Regions from separate parts of the Arachis hypogaea genome. Here region 1 is linked to region 2. Evidence: chromatin contacts called from public Hi-C data. All regions are on one chromosome and are shown on one strand. Each heading gives the region's core, a stretch centred on a gene start, on an enhancer-like site or on the middle of the called end of the contact. The rest is flanking DNA. Distances are from core to core; before and after follow the strand shown. Region 1 has its middle 10 kb from the start of LOC112734124. Region 2 holds the start of LOC112734104 (cytochrome B5).

The links. Hi-C and Micro-C count contacts between places; a contact is called where the count stands out from the background.
Region 1: a contact with region 2 is called in a Hi-C map of an unstated tissue, with 8 times the contacts expected there. The contact joins the enhancer-like site here to the promoter of LOC112734104 in region 2. A contact is called at or near these places in 4 of 8 Hi-C or Micro-C datasets (leaf and an unstated tissue).

Annotation. Positions count from the first base shown.
Region 1 is chr2:4,909,195-4,914,274 of arahy.Tifrunner.gnm2.J5K5, reverse strand. No RefSeq gene overlaps it. Among protein-coding and RNA genes, the nearest start is that of LOC112734124, 10 kb to the left of the region's middle. Within about 2 kb of position 3,509, at least 1 of the 3 cell types and tissues checked has open chromatin away from gene starts, as enhancers often do.
Region 2 is chr2:4,836,460-4,841,799 of arahy.Tifrunner.gnm2.J5K5, reverse strand. It overlaps LOC112734104 (cytochrome B5), which reads right to left and starts at 2,084. Exons shown (of 4, transcript XM_025783313.3): 1 at 1,890-2,084; 2 at 1,613-1,716. The coding sequence starts at 1,693.

The DNA of each region.
Region 1 (5,080 bases), core at 2,260-4,759, 71 kb before region 2:
TAATAAGTAAAAAAGATGATTTGTTAGAGAGTTTGATACGTGTATATTGAGAAGTTGATATGATTATGGTTTTGATATTTTTAAAAGTTTGGCTAAGGATGGAGAAAAATAGAGGCTAATCCTTATTAGAGGTAGAGGGGGAATTAAGGAACATATATGTATAGATACATCAAAAAGGAATGAATCTAATTATGTTTTGTTGATGAAAAAGTAATTAGAAATATGTTTGGTCATATTATTATGTATTGTTTATAATATTAGCTTTTGAAATTTTTTTTAATAGTATATCAAACATATAATTATTTATATATTTTTTTCTTTATTTTTAGTTAGAATATTAATTTTATATTACTGTGTTTAATTTTTTTTTAAATAGACAAAAAATAAATGAAATGAATGTTAGATATAATATTAGATTTCATATATTTTTTATCTATTAATTTAAATTTTTAGAATAAGTACTTTTATAAAAATAGAAATCAAAATATACTTGGGAGTAATTTAAATATTTTTGGATGAAACAATTTTTTTTTTGTTTGAGCGTCTTGTCTAGTATATTTTTTTGGAAGAACAAAAATATAATTGTTCCAGGCCGGCCTGCCTGAGGCAGCGCCCTGGTCTGAGTGGCCGATCTGGTGAATTGCTGATAACCAATCTAAGAAAAACATCCGGACATTTTCTCTCCTCCAACAAGGTTCATGATAGTTGGGAGGAGAAATTTTTTTGAAAAGTACAATTATCCTGTGGGACCCGTCCTAAGACACAGGGTATATAAGGTAGGAGAGGGTCTTACCCCTCCTCAGAGATACGTCACTATCTACCCACCTATTCTGCCATTTGTACAGATTCTAACTTGAGCGTCGGAGTCCTCTTTGCAGGTGGCTCCCCCTCTACACCGCAACAGTTCGAAAGATCGCGAGGCTCCAGTCCATCACCTTTCGACACCGACTCGGGAGATCCGCTTGTCCACCGGCAGCCAGGTCCATATTTCTCCACATCTTGCTCACCTTACCAACTCGACCCATTTGGCACGCGAACAACCGAACAATAATAAAAATTATATATCAAACAAATTATTACTCATCATATTTATATTTATACTTCAAATACAATTTTTTTCAAAAACAATATCTTGGAACGGTAAAGTGGAAAAAATTGAGCACTTTATATCTCCATTATTTTATCTATATATGTTAATATATACCAAAAAAAATCTATATAAAATAAAAGAGGAAGGAAATTTGTAAAAAATCTATATAAAATAAAAGAGGAAGGAAATTTGTTTTTATTTTTTACTTTGTTTTCATAAAAAAAAATAATGAACATATAAAAATTGAAAGAGAACATTTCTAAATTAGGCAAAGAACATAGAAAAATGCAAGAATATGATGTTAACATAACAAAATAGTTGAGTATATACTCCCTGATAAACTAATTGTAGTATAATAATATATAAAAATAATCCCACAGAATAATATCTTACATGACTCCAATTCAATATATATATATATATATAATCATGTAGGACACAAGACCACCTATGATAGGAGGACATATCAAACTTCTATATACTAGAACATTCAAGCCAAAGAGATTTTATATTAAATTATTTTTTATATTCTTCTTGTTTCAAAGACTATACTAGAAATAGCAATAGGCCGAGGATCAAAATTAAAACAAAGTCCAGGCTGTTCTTTCCTTTTCCTGTTGGTCTTCTTAGATTCTTTGTTCTTTTGTTGCAAATTACTGTTCTATGTTGCAATCAACTTCGACGTAATATAAAGTATTTGTTTTATAATATAGTAAAGTATTCATACTTTTAATTAATTAATTAATTATATCATTTTATATAATTTGTAATATCATACTAGCGAAAATAAAAGTAATTATTTAAATCGATCTTTTAAATTTTTAAATTCAAATACTTTAGTCTTTTAGGCTTTGAAATACTAAGGGTTTGTTTTAGAAGCTTCAAAAGTAATTTTTTGAATTTTTGATTTATGAAAAATAATAGTATTAATGTCTGGTATGCTGACAAAACCAAATTGCAGCTTTTTAAGAAGTTATTTAAAAACTTAAAAAACAAAATTGCAGCTTTCTAAGAAGTTATTTAAAAGTTTATAGAGAAGTTAAAAAAAATTACTTCTCTCATATTAAAAAACTTTTATCACATTTCTTTTAAAATAAGCACTTTTAAAATTAAAAATTCAAATACAAAATAACTTATTTATAATTAACTTTTAATATAGTCATTTATTATTTAAACTATTTTTTTTAAAAACGCTTAATTAAGCAACTTTTTCAAACTGAGCCTAAAAATAATTCTTAATATTTATTTTTGTTAGACAATACACTTCTTTTTCATTAGTCACCCAATATAAAACGTTAACTCGATCACACACGTAGTCATCAAGTGTCTACTTATTTAAATTGAACAACTTAGTTCTTAAAGAATAAAAAAAATCTGAACAGTCCTTAAAAATTTTTAAAAATTATAAAATAACTTTTTAAATATTTTTAATTTTTTTCAAAATAAACATAAAAAATATTCCTAAGTGAAAATATAATTAGTAACTACTTTTATTCAATAACTGGATTTACTTTTTCACATTTTTTTCTTCTATTTTTGTTGTCTTGCATCAAATGTAGGTTGAGCGATTTAGGCAATATAAGGCCATATAAGTCTCCACCAATAGAATAAGATAGAAGGCTCTTGAAAGGATGAAATGTGTCTACAAGGTTTGGAGACTTATAAATCAATAGTAAAACTTGTTCACAAAATTATTTGGTGTCTTTTTTTTAAGAAAAAACCTATAAGTCTATCGAAAAAGTTCTACTACACTTTTCCCTTGAAGAAATTTTTTTATTGGTTAATATTAGAGAAAAAAATTTAAAAGGTATGGCTCTAATATTATCTTTTTGTTTGTGTTAGGTATAGTTCTATTTCTAAGACAAAAGCCCGTTAGCCCCTTTTTTTTGTTAGTTAGCTTACACCCTATATATTTACTAGAGTATATATTTAAATAGATTTTTAAAAAATTGTGTCAAAAATGTTTTTGTTTTTAAATTTTTTTTATTATATTAAGATTTTTAAACTTTATAAAAATAAGACAAAAATTCTTATATTATTTAAATTTGTTGTTTTTATTTAGACAAATAAATTTTTAAAAATATAATAAAAAAATTATATATCTTACTTTTGTAAAATATATAAATCTCAATGTAATAAAAAATATTTTGGGCGAAACTTTTTAAGACCTATTTTACGGTATCTTTGCTTGCTTATCTTCAATATATATATATATATATATATATATATATATATATATATAATGTGCTTATCCTCAATTTGTTTGGTTCTTTAGCCCTGTTTAAGTTGGCTGGACCAAGAAAAAACAAATATCATGGAAGTAAAATCATAAAATATGGGCCAAATAAGTTCAACCCAATCAAGATCATAATGGGCTCACAAAAAAAGAGGAATAATATTTTTTGGACTAGGGAATCATCTTTTTTAAAGTTTGGCTGTGGCTGAAAAGGGAGTCTGATCATGGACCAAAAATAAAACAGTAGGAGCAATATTGGACCAAAATCCGTTAAAAAAAAACCAAAACAAAAACCAACGATTAGGGTTTTCCGTTTTTTTTTTTTAATATTAATCAACGATTTTTTGAAAAAAAAAAAGGGTGACACCATGTCCATGTTTCCATCATAAAATAAAATATTATAGTCGTATAATTATGATTATAACTAGTGATTCTAAAAAATTTTGACACAAAATAATATAATATGGCAACAAAATAAATTTCATAACAAATAAAAAAGTCAAATTTAATAACACAATGAAGACAAATAAATTTTAGTAGGAGAATATTTAACATAAATCTGTCTCTAGTTGTAACTTCTTGTTAGAGATAGACACTAAAAAACCATGAGGCTTAATTTAATTACTTTATCATGAAACTTCCATAGCAAAAGACTTAGTCACTACAATGGAAGGTGAATTTCCTAATCTTGATCAACAATGAGAAGCAATAATAACCATGACCAAATCTAAATTCACTAACATGGTGATAGTGTATAAGACTTTTGTACATATGCAATTGAATTAAAAGTTGACTTTTGGGCTTATGATGATTAGGCCTATAACCAAGCTACAAACTTTGAGAAAAAGATGGAACAACTTGTTGAATCTGAAAATTTTAGGGTACACTTTTTTAGGCCTCCACTAATGGTGATTCACCAATTTGGGCTTATCATCCTCATTCTTTGTGGATGCTATGATTCTCTCTATAGCTGAAATGTTATGATGCTGCCTCAAATCAATAACCGTAGACAAAAAACTAGATATTATAAAATATCAGAAAAATATTATCCGCACCCTAAAAATTAATCATTAAATTAATTACCGTATATTTATGTATAAATATATATTTTTATATTTTAATTTATATTTTATATTAATATTTAATTTAGTAATTAATTTTTTGTATATACATAATATATATAATTAATAAAAATATATTAAAAATACAATATATATGCGTGTGTATAATGACTACTAATAATGATTAATTTATAGTGTATATATAGTATAATATTGTTTTTTTTTAAACAAATTACATTCTTATCATAAAATATTTGTATCCTATCAAAAAAAAGTTTTAATTGTGTGATTTTGGTACTCCATTATAATTTTCATCACCGAGATCTTATCATATTAAAATAAAGAAGCAAAAAGAAAGACGAAGAGTATTATACAATGCTATAAAAAGAAAAAAGATAAAAGATAAATTGGAAAAAGAATAGAGCAAATTACGGTCTAATCCAATCACAATGATAATGATAATGACCGAAATCTTATTCAGAATGCAAATTGCATTTCAGAGATAAGATTCTTTTAATTAATTATATTAATAAGAACATAAACAATATTGAAACCTTTAATAAAATTATTATAGCTAGCCTCTAGCCAAATTAATTTTTAAGGTTATTTTTTAAAAAAAATTATTATTTTTCAGCCTGTCTTGATGATGGTCTCTTCATAATTCATAGTTGACTATGGACAAACATGTTGGCA
Region 2 (5,340 bases), core at 835-3,334:
TAAGGTATTGAAGCATAATTGATTAGTCAATTCACATTCAAATATTTCCATCATCGATGTTCTTAGATAGTCGTGTTTATATGAATTCATAAGCCAACAGTTTCACAGTCCCCCAATTAGTATGTGATGAAGATCAAACTAGAACATGAAGAATCTTTGTGGACAAACTGAGGGAGATTCTCAAACAAGAAAATCTTGATAGTTATGAACACACAATTCTAATGGTTAGCATGTTGAATTGTAGTTCAAATACTCTCTTCCATCTTACATTAGTTTCCTATCTTTTCAGGACATCCCTCAATTTTCTTTCCCCCTTCAAGCTAATTAATATTCAACACCAAGGGCATGAAACTTGAGAGTTAACATAATCTTGTGGAGTTTAAGTAAACTTGAATAGCAAATTGGGGACCTAAATTTGACGTGATTCGAGTTAATTCCAGCATTTATAGCCTTATTCAACATACTACAGTTAAGGCAATATCTATAATGAGCAGTGTTGGTTGTGTTCAAACCCAGATAGCAAATGCCATATAGTTTTACAAAGCATTTCAACTCGGTAAGTAAGTGCATAAATATAAAGAATTTAACTACAATGCACTGACAATATAATTAGATGCTTGTGTAAAACTTTTAAGATAATAGAAAGTTAAGTCAAAGTGTCAAACACTCTTCCTGATGTATCAATACATTTTATTTTATTTTTCAATAAGTGAATGCCCAAACAAAATAGAAGAACATCAAGGAAAATACAGCATGAGTCTAACTACCCCACAGCTTGAATTCGACTATACTACGTGTACACCAAAATTAGCCATCAAATACATGTTGAAATACAAATCCACATTGAAAATAAATTAAACTACACATATATCTATACACAAACACATTGGTGGCTGATTTTAGTAGCTGATTTTGGTGTACGAATAACATTTTTGGTTTGGAATTACATGACCATATCACAGACCAAACATTACACACAGGTAAGTACTATGCAGTTTTGCTATATATAACAATACCAACATGCACAAGCTTATGAATAGCCCTCAGAGATATCCCTCTTCCCCATCCCTTTTTGACTTCTAGAACCTTCCAATATACATCTATAGGAACCCTATTTTTCAATAAACAATTTCTTAAAATTATTCCTAGTGAATGGAAGTGCTCCAAAAGCAGTTAGAAACCACAGATCAGAGCAAAACAATTTCTCAGTAAATTTACTATCTTTCTTGTAATTCTAAGAGAATCAAAGGCATAGTTACAAAACTAGTAAAATAGTTAGGTTGTACACTGAAAGAGACTAATCCCCTTTCCCTTTGATGCTCTCTCAATTAGTATTCTCTCCAGTGGTAAAACCCAGAACCTAATATTTCTAGAGATGGCAATCCAGTGTTCCTATAATTCTAGAAATGCCAAATTAACCCAATCATATTGCAATTCAATCCTTGCAAACAGTAAAAATTGTTTTTTTTAATCCTCAAACACATACGAATCAGATATATGTATTCATCTTATTAGAAGCATAGATGAGTACAAATCAGATCCAACCCAAAATCTACAACAGATCAATGTAGAACAACAGATCAAGAATAAGAAGTAATTGTCAAAAGTTTACCTTTCCATTGATTATAAGCCAGCAATCATTCTTGTGATTGTGCTTAGCCACATCTTCAAAAGTAAAAATCTTTGAACTCATGTTGCTTCTGTTACTTCTTCTGACTGTTCACATACAATTCCAAACACACCTCACTTCAAAATTATTCATAAAACCCAGTCCATAATAGAGAAAAATAATTTCCAATACTAGAAGATATCAAGAAAAATATCATTCAGAGTACTTCTTCATTTTTATATTTTAAATGGACAAGAAGAGTTTGAAAGAAATGTCTTACATTGAGATGAGTGATGACAATTGACAGAAAAAAGTGGATGAGTCAGGCACTTTACCAAGTATTGTGTTTTTATTTTCTAGTGAGATGAGTTAAGAGTTATGACTTATGAGTTATGTCTATATAACTTGGGAGAATCTTATATATTTTTATATTTTTTAATAAAATCTAAATTTTAATTGGTTATAAGAGTTGTATGCACCTCGTTTTTAACGAGATATTAAAATATAGGTGAGTTACCTTCTTTGAAATTAAAGTTCATTAAATAAAATGACTCACTAAGTAGTATTATTAATTACAAATGAATCATACACATTAATTAAAGGTGAGATTTAGCTATCTTGTATAAAAAAATAATTTTTTAAGTTTTAAATAGCTTATTCTTAAACAATTTTTATTAGGTAATCATTTTTATTAAGTAAAAAATGTTGCACTCTTTATCAATTAAATTTAAAAAAAATATAGGCAGTGACGGACTTAAAAAATTTATATTGGGAAAAAAATAATATACATTATTATCAAAAGATATATTAATCTAAATTCAAAAAAATAAAAGTGCACATTAATTATTCGAATAAAAAAAATAAAAAAATTACATATAATAAAATAGAACGAAAGATATTTTTTAAAATATTTTTTTATTATTATTTCTATAAATAAAAAATATATATTCTAAATTTGTAAATTGATCAATTGACTTTAGAAATTTATATGCAACATAATTACATATACTAAAATAGAACGAAAGATAAACAAATAAATAATAAGGATCACTAAATTGAGAATAAAATAAAATATATAAATTTATAAAAAAATAAAAAATTAGATTAATACCTAAAATATAATTACTTGAATTATAATTTGTAATTGAAATTATCAAAAAAGAAAAATAATGAAATTGAAAGATATATAGAGTCATAAAGAGTTATATTAAAAAATAGAGAATTTAAAATTTACTTTTTGATGAAGAAAAAATGACCACTAAAAAAAATAGAAAAAGAAGGTTGAAACTAAGAAGAGGATTTAAGAAAATAAAAGAGTGATGACAGCTGGGATTTGAGAATGAGAGAAGACTAAATTTGATTAAGTTAATTAATAGTCAAAATGATAGAAAGATAAAGTGAATTTGAGATTTTAAATAATTGGGATAAATTTATTTGTAATAAAATCATTTAAAATTTAAAATTGAGGCATATTATATATGTATATATTTAAAAAAAAAAACAGTGGGAACAAATGCCCCTAATAACCATCTGGTTCGTCCCTGTGTATAGGAGAACAACACTTTTTCTCAAAGACATAAATAATAAGTTAAAAAAGAAAAATTAATTTTAATTTTAAAAATTAAATTTTGAATTAATTAGGTTTAATAATAATTTTGAATTTTTTTAAATTTTTGTCGTAACCACTCTCTCGCAATTCTGTGCCACTGCCGTCGCTGCTGTATCGTGACTCCGGTGTCTCTCACAGTTGCTGTCTCGTTACTTATTTTTTATCAACTAAATCGGATGTTCATTTTACTATCTATACGGATGGTTCTTTTCGTTTTAAAATGGATATTTATTTGGGTATACCATTGTTATTTTACTGGATTTGCTTGATTCTGCATGCACATGCTCCGTAGAATATTCATTTTACTATTTATGCGGATGGTTCTTTTAACTAGGATGTGAATGTTTATTTGTGTCGTACCATTTGAGTGAAACAAGACGAAGACGAAATAGAGATGCGTCGCGTCGTCGCGGTACAGCTGTATGATGGGCGCCCTTCTTCCTTGGCAGGAATGTGCATCGCAGATAGTAGTAGAGCAGTGTAGTTGTGCGTGGCGTAGTGGGGTGATTGGCGGCCTTCTCACTCGTCATAAATGCGTGGTTGTTGGGAAAAGATGCACAGTTCCGCTGTGGAGAGCAAAGACAGAGGTAGCAATGGCACTTTGCAGGCTTTAGGGGAGATGGAGATGCAATGGTGCGGCGTGGAAGAGAGGCGACGATGCGGCGTGGAAAGACAGCAGTGCGGCGTGGAGCAGCGACAGAACAACGTCTTTGTTCTAGGCGAGGTGGCAATGACGGCACACTGCAGCTTCTTGACTGACAAAGGTGGACAGTGTTTCAGAGGAGGTGGCGATAGGAGGCTGAAGTGAAAATAGGGTTTAGAATTTGGTGTGGGTGAAAATAGGTAATAAAAAAGGTGAAATGTAAAAGTGAAATTGGATTGGAATATTTTTTCTTAGTTATTGGACCTAGAAGTACAGTCTGTTGTTCATGTTGTTTATCCCTCCCATTGTCTACTTAGCAAAATTTTATCATTAAAATCACTCAAAGTTATGGATTGAATAACTCTCAATCTTGGGTATTACATCACCTTCACATACTCATACACATATTTAAGAATTTTATCAACTACTCCACCATTGTTAGAATTCAAATTCGAATTAACATATTAAAAGACAATATATATTTTTTTTGTTTCCTACGGTATCCCCTAATCCGGCAAGTCAAGGACTAATCGGTTGCGGTACTGAGCTTCATTTAAGGGTTTGTCGCTGGCCAATGGATTGCTGCATGCACAAGACGGGATTCGAACCCCCGACACTTGCTTAAGCGGACTAGTGAGCTAATCACTTAACCAACCCAACTTAGTTAAAAGACAATATATTTAATCACTCAATTTTTTTTTTTGGTCAAAAATCACTCAATTAAAACATCAGTTACAAGATGGTTGTTTTTTATTTTTGGGCTTGCAAGTTGGTTGTCTAAAACACATGATAGGAAAACTTTGTTTTGATCAGGACGTGACCCGTTAATGTAAATGAGGTTTTTGTGCGTGTAAAGATTATTGCTAGCCGTCCATGCCTTAGCCTTGTTACAAGCTGATTATTTTGGAGATGCTTCATTTTTTTAAGTCTTATTGGGCCTTTGATGGATCTACTCTTAGGCCCAAACTATTAAAAATCTGTTAAAATTGTAATATAATGTTCAAACAGTGTGTAACAGTGTGTAAAATACTTATTCTTTTACCAGAGTCATCTACATGGCAATTTGGCAACAGTGTGTAAAATATTTTCACCTCCTTTCACTTTGGAATTTTTTGTTTTCCTCTCTGTTTTTACTTTTTAGTTTCCCTATCCGATTATTCTATTCTTCTGATAAGACAAACATTAAGTAACAATCTTGTAGGTACTCACATCACATAGCAGGCATAAAAAAATAATAATATGTGATTTATTGATTTATTGTGATGAACAATTAAGATTGATGGAGAAATAAATTTATTTTGTTGACTGATTTTCCTATTTTTTTCCGGGAGGAACCTTTGTTTATTTCCACCCTACAATATTAGTTCAAGATAGGGTAGTACATGAAAAATTAAAAATAAATAAATAAATAAATACAAATTATGTGCCTATTAATCTGCTCATTTTTTTAATTAAATATGAATAAATAATCAAATACAA